Linked DNA regions of Canis lupus: region 1 is linked to region 2. Evidence: chromatin contacts called from public Hi-C data. All regions are on one chromosome and are shown on one strand. The core of a region is the stretch at or near the end of the contact, and the rest is flanking DNA. Distances in the headings are between cores, read along the strand shown. Region 1 has its middle 170 kb from the start of SYK. Region 2 overlaps AUH (methylglutaconyl-CoA hydratase, mitochondrial).

Region 1 (4,891 bases), core at 746-3,245, 200 kb before region 2:
GACCCCGAGTCCCCCGCTTGCTGGATTGTAAGGTGCCTCTAACTCCCATCTTCAGATCCTAGGCTGGCCTGGTGGCAGGGGAAGCGGCGGTGAGGGAGGCCATCGCCTTGCAAGGAGCTAACAAAACAGTGATCAGACAAATAAAACTTTAATGCAATATTTTAAAAATTGAAATTAATGCAAGACAATCCATGATTGTTAAAGACCATAGGGGCGCTGAGCTGAGCTATGCTGGACCTGAAACAAGAGGAGCAACCGGGACAACATGCGACTCCTGTGCCACCGTCTAGTCTAACAGGGAGAACACAGACAAGCAGGCTGATGAGCACGATCCCTGACCCACAACCTCCCAAAGGGACGGGACACTCTCAGGAGCCTCCCGCCCTGGCTGGAGGAGTCCAAAGAGGTGATGGTGACACACAATGTGGGCCCTGGAGAGGAAAGGGCCCTGGAGAGGAAAGGGCCCAGGTGGTTGACGTGTTTTCCTAAAGTCAGTTTCTCAGTTTGGATGGTTGTCGCTCTGCCGCCCACCCCTCCTGTGATGGTGACAGAGATGTTGAGAACAGGGGAAGCCCTCTGGCATTTCCCCCACACGATCTCACCAGCTTCTCTGTGAGTCTCTGACAGCTTCCAAACTTAAACAGTTAAATAAATAAATAAATAAATAAATAAATAAATAAATAAATAGCTGACTTATCAAAAAGAGAGAGAGAGAGAGAAAGAGGGGACCAGCCTGCATTAGGTGGAGACCACTTCTGGCCGCTGAGCCAGGCCCCGAGGACATGAGGGTGGAGATTAGGGGTCTCGTCCTCGAGGCTGGGTAAGGGCACCTGGGGGATGGTGCTTGGAGCAGATGGAGGCTCAGGGGAGAGCAGGGGTCCCAGCAACACCCGAGGGCTGGCCGTGGTCAACGATGGCCATGGGCACTCCAGCTGCAGGGGTGAGGGCGGAGAACTTGCTCCAGATGAGGACACGGAGCTGAGGCGGATGAGGGCCCCCGGGGCCAGATCCGTCTATGCAATGGGCCGCAGGACACCAGACACATGACAGGATTGCAGGCGGGGGCTGGCTTCCCAGTGAAATAGGAGGACGTCGGAAATGACCAGCCAGCCTTACAAGGACGGTGTTTGTCCAGAAAGATCAAGACTTTAACTGGAAGTGATTAGTGTCCACAGAAGCACACACCCCGGGTGGCCTGGGTCCAGGGCTCTGAGCCGAATGACTGCGCCGCGGCCGCTGCACTGGCGGGAGCTGGTCACAGGGAAGGAGCGGCCTTGGCTGAGGCTCACTGTGGGTGAGATGGCCCAGCAGGGAGCCCTGATGTCCCTGGGGAGAAGCCGCTGCCCCCCCCCATCAGCTTCAAAAAGGCCATGACTGGCAGTGGGCAGGTGGGGCCCTAGGACCCGCACACGACACCTCCTGGAGCTCTTTAGTTCCTGAGGATAAAACCACGGCCAAGAAATGACCAGTACACCTTGATCTGGGGTAGGAAGCTGTGCTGTGCCACTCCTGCTCACAGAAGGTGGGCTGTGCGGCCCTGGGCAGCCTGGAACTTTCCAAGGGGCACTGCAGTGCGGGAACAGTGGGGCAGCCTGTCGTTGGGCTGGCCTGAGTCCTCGAAAACAGGTGTTGGAGGCACCTTATAATCCAGCAGGTGGGGGACTTGGGGTCACCAGAATATGCCCACCTCGGATAGCCAGGTTTGTGCCATTGGGCAAGGGGGGTGTGCAGCAGGGACCAGGTGGGTGTGTGTTTATGCTGATATGAATGAATGCCTGTGGGTGTAAGTGTGAGTGTGCAACGGTGTGAACATGTGTGTATGTGTGAGCCCCCTCCCCATCCTCCATCCTCCTCCCTTCCTCTCCCCCTCACAGCTCTGGGCACAAGTCACCCTAATGCACTTGTAAATAAACCAATGCAAGGACTGACCAGGTACCAGCTGCTGATGCGTCTGCTGTCATCTCCAGTCCTTACTACACCCCCATGGCAGATGCACAACAAACTCAAGGTCAGTGACGTGCTCGGGCTAAGGGCAACGGGGACTAGGCTTTGGACTCCGTCCCCCTGAACACCACGCCCTGGCACCTGCCACCACGAAGCTCTTGGGCATCGTCTCAGTTCGCAGGTGACGCTCAAGGCTAAGTACCTAGTAGTGTACTGTCCCCTTTCACTGGCCTTCCCCAGGACAAAGGGACACAAGGCTCAGAGCATCGACCGCCTCGGGTGGCCCACGTCACACAGGAGCGGGGTATTCTGGGGCTGGAGCCTCAGTCTCAGGGGCATCCACGGGCCTAGGGGGATAGGGATTTTCCCAGATGGGCCCTGGGGAGACTCCTGCCATCCTCTCTTCTTTGTGGGGCTTCTGGGCTTCCCAGTTTGCTTCTCTGGGCAGACGGCTTCCTGTGCTGGTTCACTGCCCCGCTGTTCCCCGTGAGAAACCTGGACCCCCCCAGACCCCCCCCAGGACTCCGGCACCCCCTCTATGCAAACACCCCCCCATCATCTGACTAATGCTCCATGTCCCTGTTCCTATTGCATATCCACGGTCCCTGCTTGGGCCAGGATCCACCCCTGTCTCCCCCCCAGCAAAGGCCCCAGGCTGGGGGCGGGTGGCGGGGGCGGGGAGTCAGGGCACAGGTGAGCGGAGGCGCATAGAGCTAGCCAAGAGGAGGGACACGGCAGCTTCCTGGGCAGACTGGCCCAAGAGTCCATTGCTCCTCTGGCATGTATATTTACACTGGGTTTCTGACCTCCAGGGAGACGGAGTTATAAATGGAATCACAAACAGATTTTTTTTAAGACTTTATTTATTTATTCCTGAGAGACACAGAGAGAGGCAGAGACACAGGCAGAGGGAGAAGCAGGCTCCCTGCGGGGACCCCGACGAGGGACTCGATCCCAGGACCCCAGGATCATGACTTGAGCAGAAGGCAGATGCTCAAGCCTTGAGTCCCCCAGGTGCCTCTCTTAAAGGGCCATATTATAAAAGGTCTCACTCACCCCCAGGGTGAGTAATAATAAACTTGGGTTTCAATGAGCAGGTGTCCCATTGCCAGGGGTGGGGAAACTGAAATGATACCTGTGTATGGAGGCCTCCCCTGTGATGGGCCGTGTCCTAAACACCTAAACACTTGCCGGCTCTGTCCTCCTCACCTCCCGCCAGAACCCTGAGGAGGTCCTCAGCCCCGCCGCCCGGAGGGCACACAGGCCTGTGCGGCAGCCCCGCGACCCGCTGCCCTCCGGAGTGGTTTCCGCCGCCCCGGGGAGGGGCTCTCACTGCCTCGGCATCACCCGGGAAGGGGGGGCAGGGAGGCTTCGGGAGAAACAAACCAAATTGGTTTCCTTTAGTTTAAAAGTTCAAATCTAATCTATTACAGGAAGGAAATGATACTCGAGTTTTCTTTTCTCGTCTTTAACCAGACTTCAATTTCAGTTTCAAGTCTCTTGAAAAGCTTCACAAAAATCCCTCGTGCTTTATCAGTAATTTTTAACTGTCTAATTGAGTGGAAGGAGTAGACGCGTTGCTGAAGAACATCAGCAGGTTGTCACAAATCAGGTCCACACGCTCCAAACCCGAGCCGTCTCCACCGTCTCTACCGCGAGGCGGCAGGCGCCGGGCCACGGCAGCTGTCTCTCAGAGCGCGGGGGGCTGCCCGCGGCACAGGCTGGGCTCTGGGGTTTCCCCCCACTTCAAGAGGGAAAACAAATTATGTGCGTTGCCCTGTTGGCATTTCACGGTGTCAAAAGCTGGCCCAAGTGTCTCAAATGGGGACGCCAGCCCTTTGCTCTTTCCCTCTCACCCTTTCCAGCAGGGATGGGGAGGGGGGACCCTGCTGGGACCCAGAACTGGCCTCAGGGCCACGCAAGTGTCGGTGGGTGCCAGGCACCTCTTCCTGGCTGGGGTCACACCTCCCCGCAGGCTCCCGTCTCTCCCCTGGAGAGGCCCAGAGGTGCATCCCCAGCATGATCCGAGCCTGGGGGACAGACTCAGACTGGCTGTCTCCACAGTTACACAGAGCAACAAACTATAGGGGAAGTAGCTAAGGCCAGGTAGGGACCAGGTCAAGAGGAGGACTTGGGTCCAATGCTAGGAAGGAGCTTTGTATGAGAGCAGTAGACCCAGGGCGGGGTGGACTTTCCCAGGAGGTGATGGGTCACCTCTGCCAGGAGGCAGGAAGGTCAAGTCCTGATGAGCACCTGTTGGGGATGTGTAGGGAGAACTCCTAGAACAGGTAAAGGCTCAAACCGAATGACTTTCTCAGAAGGGCATCTGAGCACCACAGTACCCTCGCCCCAAGATGCCCCCTCTCGTGTCCCCACGATTATCTCCTTCATGTAATCTTATCCAAGCCTAACCATCCTGCTTCTTTACCTGTGACTCCTTTCACTGCCTCTACCACCTGCCTGTTGGTTCCATGAAGGTGGGGCCCTCCTCCCACCCCGTAGTGCACTGGATACAGTGAGTAAATATTTACCAAATAGAGAAATGAGTGAATGAATGATTTCTAAGTCTCCTTTCAATTCTGAGTCAATGAGGTGTCAGGTGACCCTCAGTTTACCCCTGAGTATACTTCTTAAAAAAAAAAAAAAGACAAGGATGGAACACCTGGGCGGCTCGGTGGGTTAAGCAGCCGACTCTTGGTTTCAGGTCATGACCTCAGGGTGGTGGGAGCGACCCCAAGTCAGACTCTATACTTTACACAGCGTCTGCTTCTCCCTCTCCCTGTTCTTCTCCATCTCCGTCCTTCTCGGCGCTTCTCTGCTCCTCTCACTCTCAAATCTTTCTTTTTTTTTTAAATGAAGATGTTTTTGGGGACAGCTGGGGAAAAGAAACAAGTAAGTACATCAAAGGAAAGGAAAGGAAACCTATCTTTGCACACAGACTGCATGC
Region 2 (4,830 bases), core at 1,173-3,672:
GTCTGAATATTCCAATTGAAGGCAGCCATTAAGATGAAAAAGCAAGACCCAACAATATGCTGCCTTACTAGAAAAACGTTTTAAATAAACAAACATAAATAGCTTAAGAATAAAAAGACAGGAAAGAATAGATTATGCTAACACCAATCCAAAGTAAACTGGAGTAGTTATATAAATAGCAGGCATAACAGAATTCATAGCAAAGAATATTACCAGGGATAAAAAAAAAAAAAAAAAAAGACTATTTTAAGATAATAGAGAGCAGTCCATCATGAGACATGACAAAATTAAATATTTCTGCACTTCACAACAGGGCCTCAAAATACTTGAAACAAATGCTAACAGAACTGAAAAGAAAAATAGAAAAATTCACAATTATCCTTAACTTACATTTAAAGAATTTTCCACTAAACAGAACACAAAATTTGATAAAGAAAAAATGACGACCTAACAAAATACAGAGCTACATGGTGTTCATGGGTCTAAAGAGTCAATAATGCCAAGATCAAATCTCTACAAATGGATCTACAAACTGAATAAAATCTCAATCAAAATCCCAGCAGGATTTTTGTAGAAATTAACATGTTGATTCATATAGAAATGCAAAGTATCTAGATGAGACAAAACAACTTTGACAAACAAATGTGATGACTAACAATACCTATTTACTTTAATGTGACAATACTCAAGACAGTATGGCATTGGTCTCAAGATAGACAAACAGATTAATGGAACAGAAAACACTCCAGATATAAGCCTACACATACATGAACATTTCATTTCTGACAAAGGTGCAAAGGTAAATAAGAGGGAAGGACATTCTTTTCAACAAATGGTGCCTGGACAATCAGATATCTATGTACAAACGTTTATGAGTCCATACATCACGTTACACACAAAATGGATCACTGACCTAAGAGTAAACCAAAACTATGGAAGTTCTGGAACAAAACTTAGAAGAAAATCATGTGTGACTCTGGTTTAGGGGAAGATTCTGTACACACACCAAAGTCACAATCCATGAAAGAACAAGCTGATAAACTAAACTTCATCAATATTAAAATTTTGTTCTTTCAAAGAACTGCTGAGAATAAGAAGTCAATTCACAGATGGAAAGAAAATATTTGCAAAGCATACATCAGAAAAAGGTCTTGTATCTATAATAATAGTAAAAAACACAATAATAAAAATTCTAAACTCAGTAATAAAACAACCCAATTAAAAATGGGTAAAAGAGGGGTGCCTGGGTGGCTCAGTAGTTTAAGTGTCCAACTTTTGATTTCAGCTCCGATCATAATATCAGGGTCCTGAAATCCAGCCCTATATCAGGCTCCACACTTAGTGCAGAGTGTGCCTGTCCCTACCCCTCCCCATGCTTGCTCTCTCTCTTTCTCAAATAAATAAAAATCTTTTTTAAAAATGTGTAAAGGATCTGAAGAGATACATCACAAAAGAAGAAACAGAGATGTCAAGTGAGCACATGAGATCATTAGACATTAAGGAACTGCAAATCACATCCACAAGATTGTGCCAAGCCTTTGGTGAAGATGCAAAAGAAAAAGGAATTCTCATTACTTCTGGTGGGAACTCATATATGCTGGTCCAGCCAATGGGACATCAGTTTGGCCGTTTAACAAAAAATGTACATAGATACTTATCATATGAAGCCATTCCAGTCCTAACCATTTACCCAAGGTAACTGAAAGCATATGTCCACGCCAAGGCTTCTATGCAAATATGTACAGCAGCTTCACTCCTAAGTCCCCCAAAACCAGAAATAAGCCAAGTATCTATCCAAATACCAACAGATTATCAAATTCTGGCATACCCATACAATGTAATAGTATTCAGCCATAAAAAGGAAGTACTGAAATTCACTACAAAATAAATAAATATCAAAATAATTATACTGAATACAGAAGCCAGGCAAAGGAAAAATTACACAGAACATTTATGCACAGTTCTAGAAAATGAAAACTAATCTAGAGTGACAGTGTGGTTCAGTGGTTGCATGAAAAAGCTTTTGGGGGTGAAGATATATCCATTATACAGGCTGTTTAAGGTTTCACAGGTATAGACATGTCAAAGCTCACCAAATTTTTTTTCCTAAAAAAACACGCATTTTATTGTACATCAATTATAACATAGAGCAGCTGTTAAAGGTACCGTAAAAAGAAGACACATTACAATAAACCACGTCTCAGGAACAACACAAATCACAACAGAGTGCGCGTCAGTACCACCAACGTGCTGGACAGTGTCATGTCATGTCCACACAGACCTTCCTCACCGACTATCTCACAACAGTCATGTGGTACAGTTGTCATTATTTTCATTTCACAACAGAAGAAACTGAGATACAAAGTTCAGAAGGAAACTTGCCTAATGAAATACAATGTAGTGAGGGAGGCTCAGCCCAGGGCTTCTCCCTTGATCCATGACTCTGCCTACTGGTAGGGACGGCTGCTCACCATTCAACCAAGAATGTCACTGATTGATAGGGGTACCTGGGGGGCTCAGTCAGTTGTCTGCCTTCAGGTCAGGTCACGATCTCAAGGTCCTGGGATCCAGTCCAGCATCGACCTCCCTGCTTGGCGGGCAATCTGTTTCTCCCTCTCCCTCTGCCCCTTCTCCTGCTTGTTCGTTTTCTCTCTCACTCTCACATGGTCTCTCAAATAAATAAAATCATTAAAAAAAAAAAAAGAATGCCATCAATGAGTGAATAAATGTGCTCTGAGCACATAAGTAAAAAGAATGACATCTTGACTCCACGGTTCCCAGTAAGTGTTCTTATTGTTAAGACAGCAGACATGTCTGCTGAAAGAGAAAATGCTCCGGGACTCGCACCAAGGGTGCGTCCAAATGGCTTACACCTTCGATTGCACACTACAGGCTTTAGAGATTCAAAAACCAGTTACCAAAATGGGTATTTTGTGAAAAGAAAATTGTTTTACTTTTAAAAGATGGGAGAAATGGACTGCCACTCTTCCTAATTTACACAGGCAGAATTAACTTCTCATCCTTTATGAACATCTTACATATTGTATTTAATTGCTCTTGGACATCTGCTCTCTACAGTTTAAATGTGATCCTTAAAAGCTACTTACTTAACTTGATACATAAACATAACAGAATATTCAGATGCAAAGGAAGCTTTATTATAGTTAGACAACAGGAAAGTAACATGCTGCTTACAAAATGAGTAATCTGGTTTCCTAAAATACCAAGTTACTACTTATTTAAAAATACAAGAAAAAATAAAACAAAGATGAGAACAATAGGCACTAACATCACTCTGAGGTCAGAAGCAGGAAATTACTTAGAATCAAAATCGCTGATTAATTCTATATCTTTACTTATATAATTCGGACATATAAGACAAAAAAAAACAATTTTATTAAAGTAATACATGGAGTTGAAGGAAATGAAATATTCCTGTAATAGTAATTCTCCAACTCACTATGTGTAACCACTCTTGGATGTTAATTTCAGTCTACCTCCTCCCCAGAACTGTAGCTCACACATTTAGTAATGTTCACTGAGTGCCTAGCAACCTGAGGGGTCAAACTCCAGGAGTAAGATTTGTATGCTTTTACATTTTATATTTAAGACATGATTTTGAGTTGATTTCTGTACAGTGAGATTTAGGTCAAAGTTCTTTTTTTTTTTTTCTTTTTTTTTTACTTTACTTCTTGCATATGGATATGCAACTTTTCTAGTATCACACTTTCTGCCCCGAATTATCTGTGCTCCTATGTCAAATACCTTCTGGCCACACTGGATGGGTCTACTTCCAGGTTCTGTTATGTTCACTGATCAACAGGTTTATCCTTTCACCAATACCACACTGGATCTGCAGGAAACAAATTCTCTTGGTTTTCCTTAATCCAAGCATGTCCTCATTTCTTTCATTCTTAAAGGACATTTTCTCCAAATACAGAAGTTTCTCAGTTGACAAGTCTTTCTTTTCATCCTTTAGTAATGTTGTTCCACTTATTTCTGGATTTCCTTGCTTCTGATGAGAAATTAATTCATTCAAGTCATTGTCTCCCTATAAACAATGTGTTATTTTCCTCTGACTTTCAAGGGATTTTTTTGTTGGTTGGGTGGTCTTGGGTTTGTGGTTTCAAGCAGTGTCTGATGTGCCTGGTCATGGATCTTTTTGGGATTATCTTGTGTGGGCTTCCTCAGCTTCTGAAATCCTTCTGTTTACGTCTCTCACCATATTTACAAAGTCTTCATCCATTATTCCTCCAAATACTTCTTTTTTCCGAACCACACTTTCTCTTTTCCTTTTGATATCCTTCTGACACAAATGCTAAACACTTCAGTCTCGTCCCATAGGTCCCTGAGGTTCAGTTCATTCACTCAGGCTGGTTTCTCTGTTATTCAGACAAAATAGTTGCTAGTGATCCATTCTCAAGTTCACTCTCTCTTTCTTCTGTCATCTTTATTCTGTCTTTAGTCCATCCATCCTGCTTCTTATTTTGGCTAATATATTTTCCAGTCCTAAAGTGGGATACACTTAAAGTGCTATGTTTCCATTTGTTCACACAGTGAAGGCCTGAAATTAAGGCCCAATATCACATGCTTTCTAACATCTAGGGAAACCAGGTGAACCACAAATGGCCTGACCACAAGCTCCCCTCCCCTCTCTGTTGGCAGGGATAAGTCCCCTAGACAAACAACCCTCCTCACTGAAGAGACCAGGCAGGGCTCCTACATATCTCTGAGGAGTGGGTTCTCCAGGGTCAGAATGTAGAATTATTGAAATAAGCCCATCAGGGCACCTGGTTGGCTCAGTTGGTAGAGCATGCAACTTTTGATATC

What was found. Hi-C and Micro-C count contacts between places; a contact is called where the count stands out from the background.
Region 1: a Hi-C map of liver shows a contact between it and region 2, with 3 times the contacts expected there. The contact joins two enhancer-like sites. A contact is called at or near these places in 2 of 9 Hi-C or Micro-C datasets (amygdala and liver).

What each region holds. Positions count from the first base shown.
Region 1 is chr1:96,527,240-96,532,130 of UU_Cfam_GSD_1.0, reverse strand. No RefSeq gene overlaps it. Among named protein-coding and RNA genes, the nearest start is that of SYK, 170 kb to the left of the region's middle. Within about 2 kb of position 1,995, at least 1 of the 20 cell types and tissues checked has an H3K27ac peak or open chromatin away from gene starts, as enhancers often do. A contact at or near this core is called in liver, where this site is marked.
Region 2 is chr1:96,332,428-96,337,257 of UU_Cfam_GSD_1.0, reverse strand. The region is part of intron 6 of AUH (methylglutaconyl-CoA hydratase, mitochondrial); the gene reads right to left. Among named protein-coding and RNA genes, the nearest start is that of AUH, 75 kb to the right of the region's middle. Within about 2 kb of position 2,422, at least 1 of the 20 cell types and tissues checked has an H3K27ac peak or open chromatin away from gene starts, as enhancers often do. A contact at or near this core is called in liver, where this site is marked.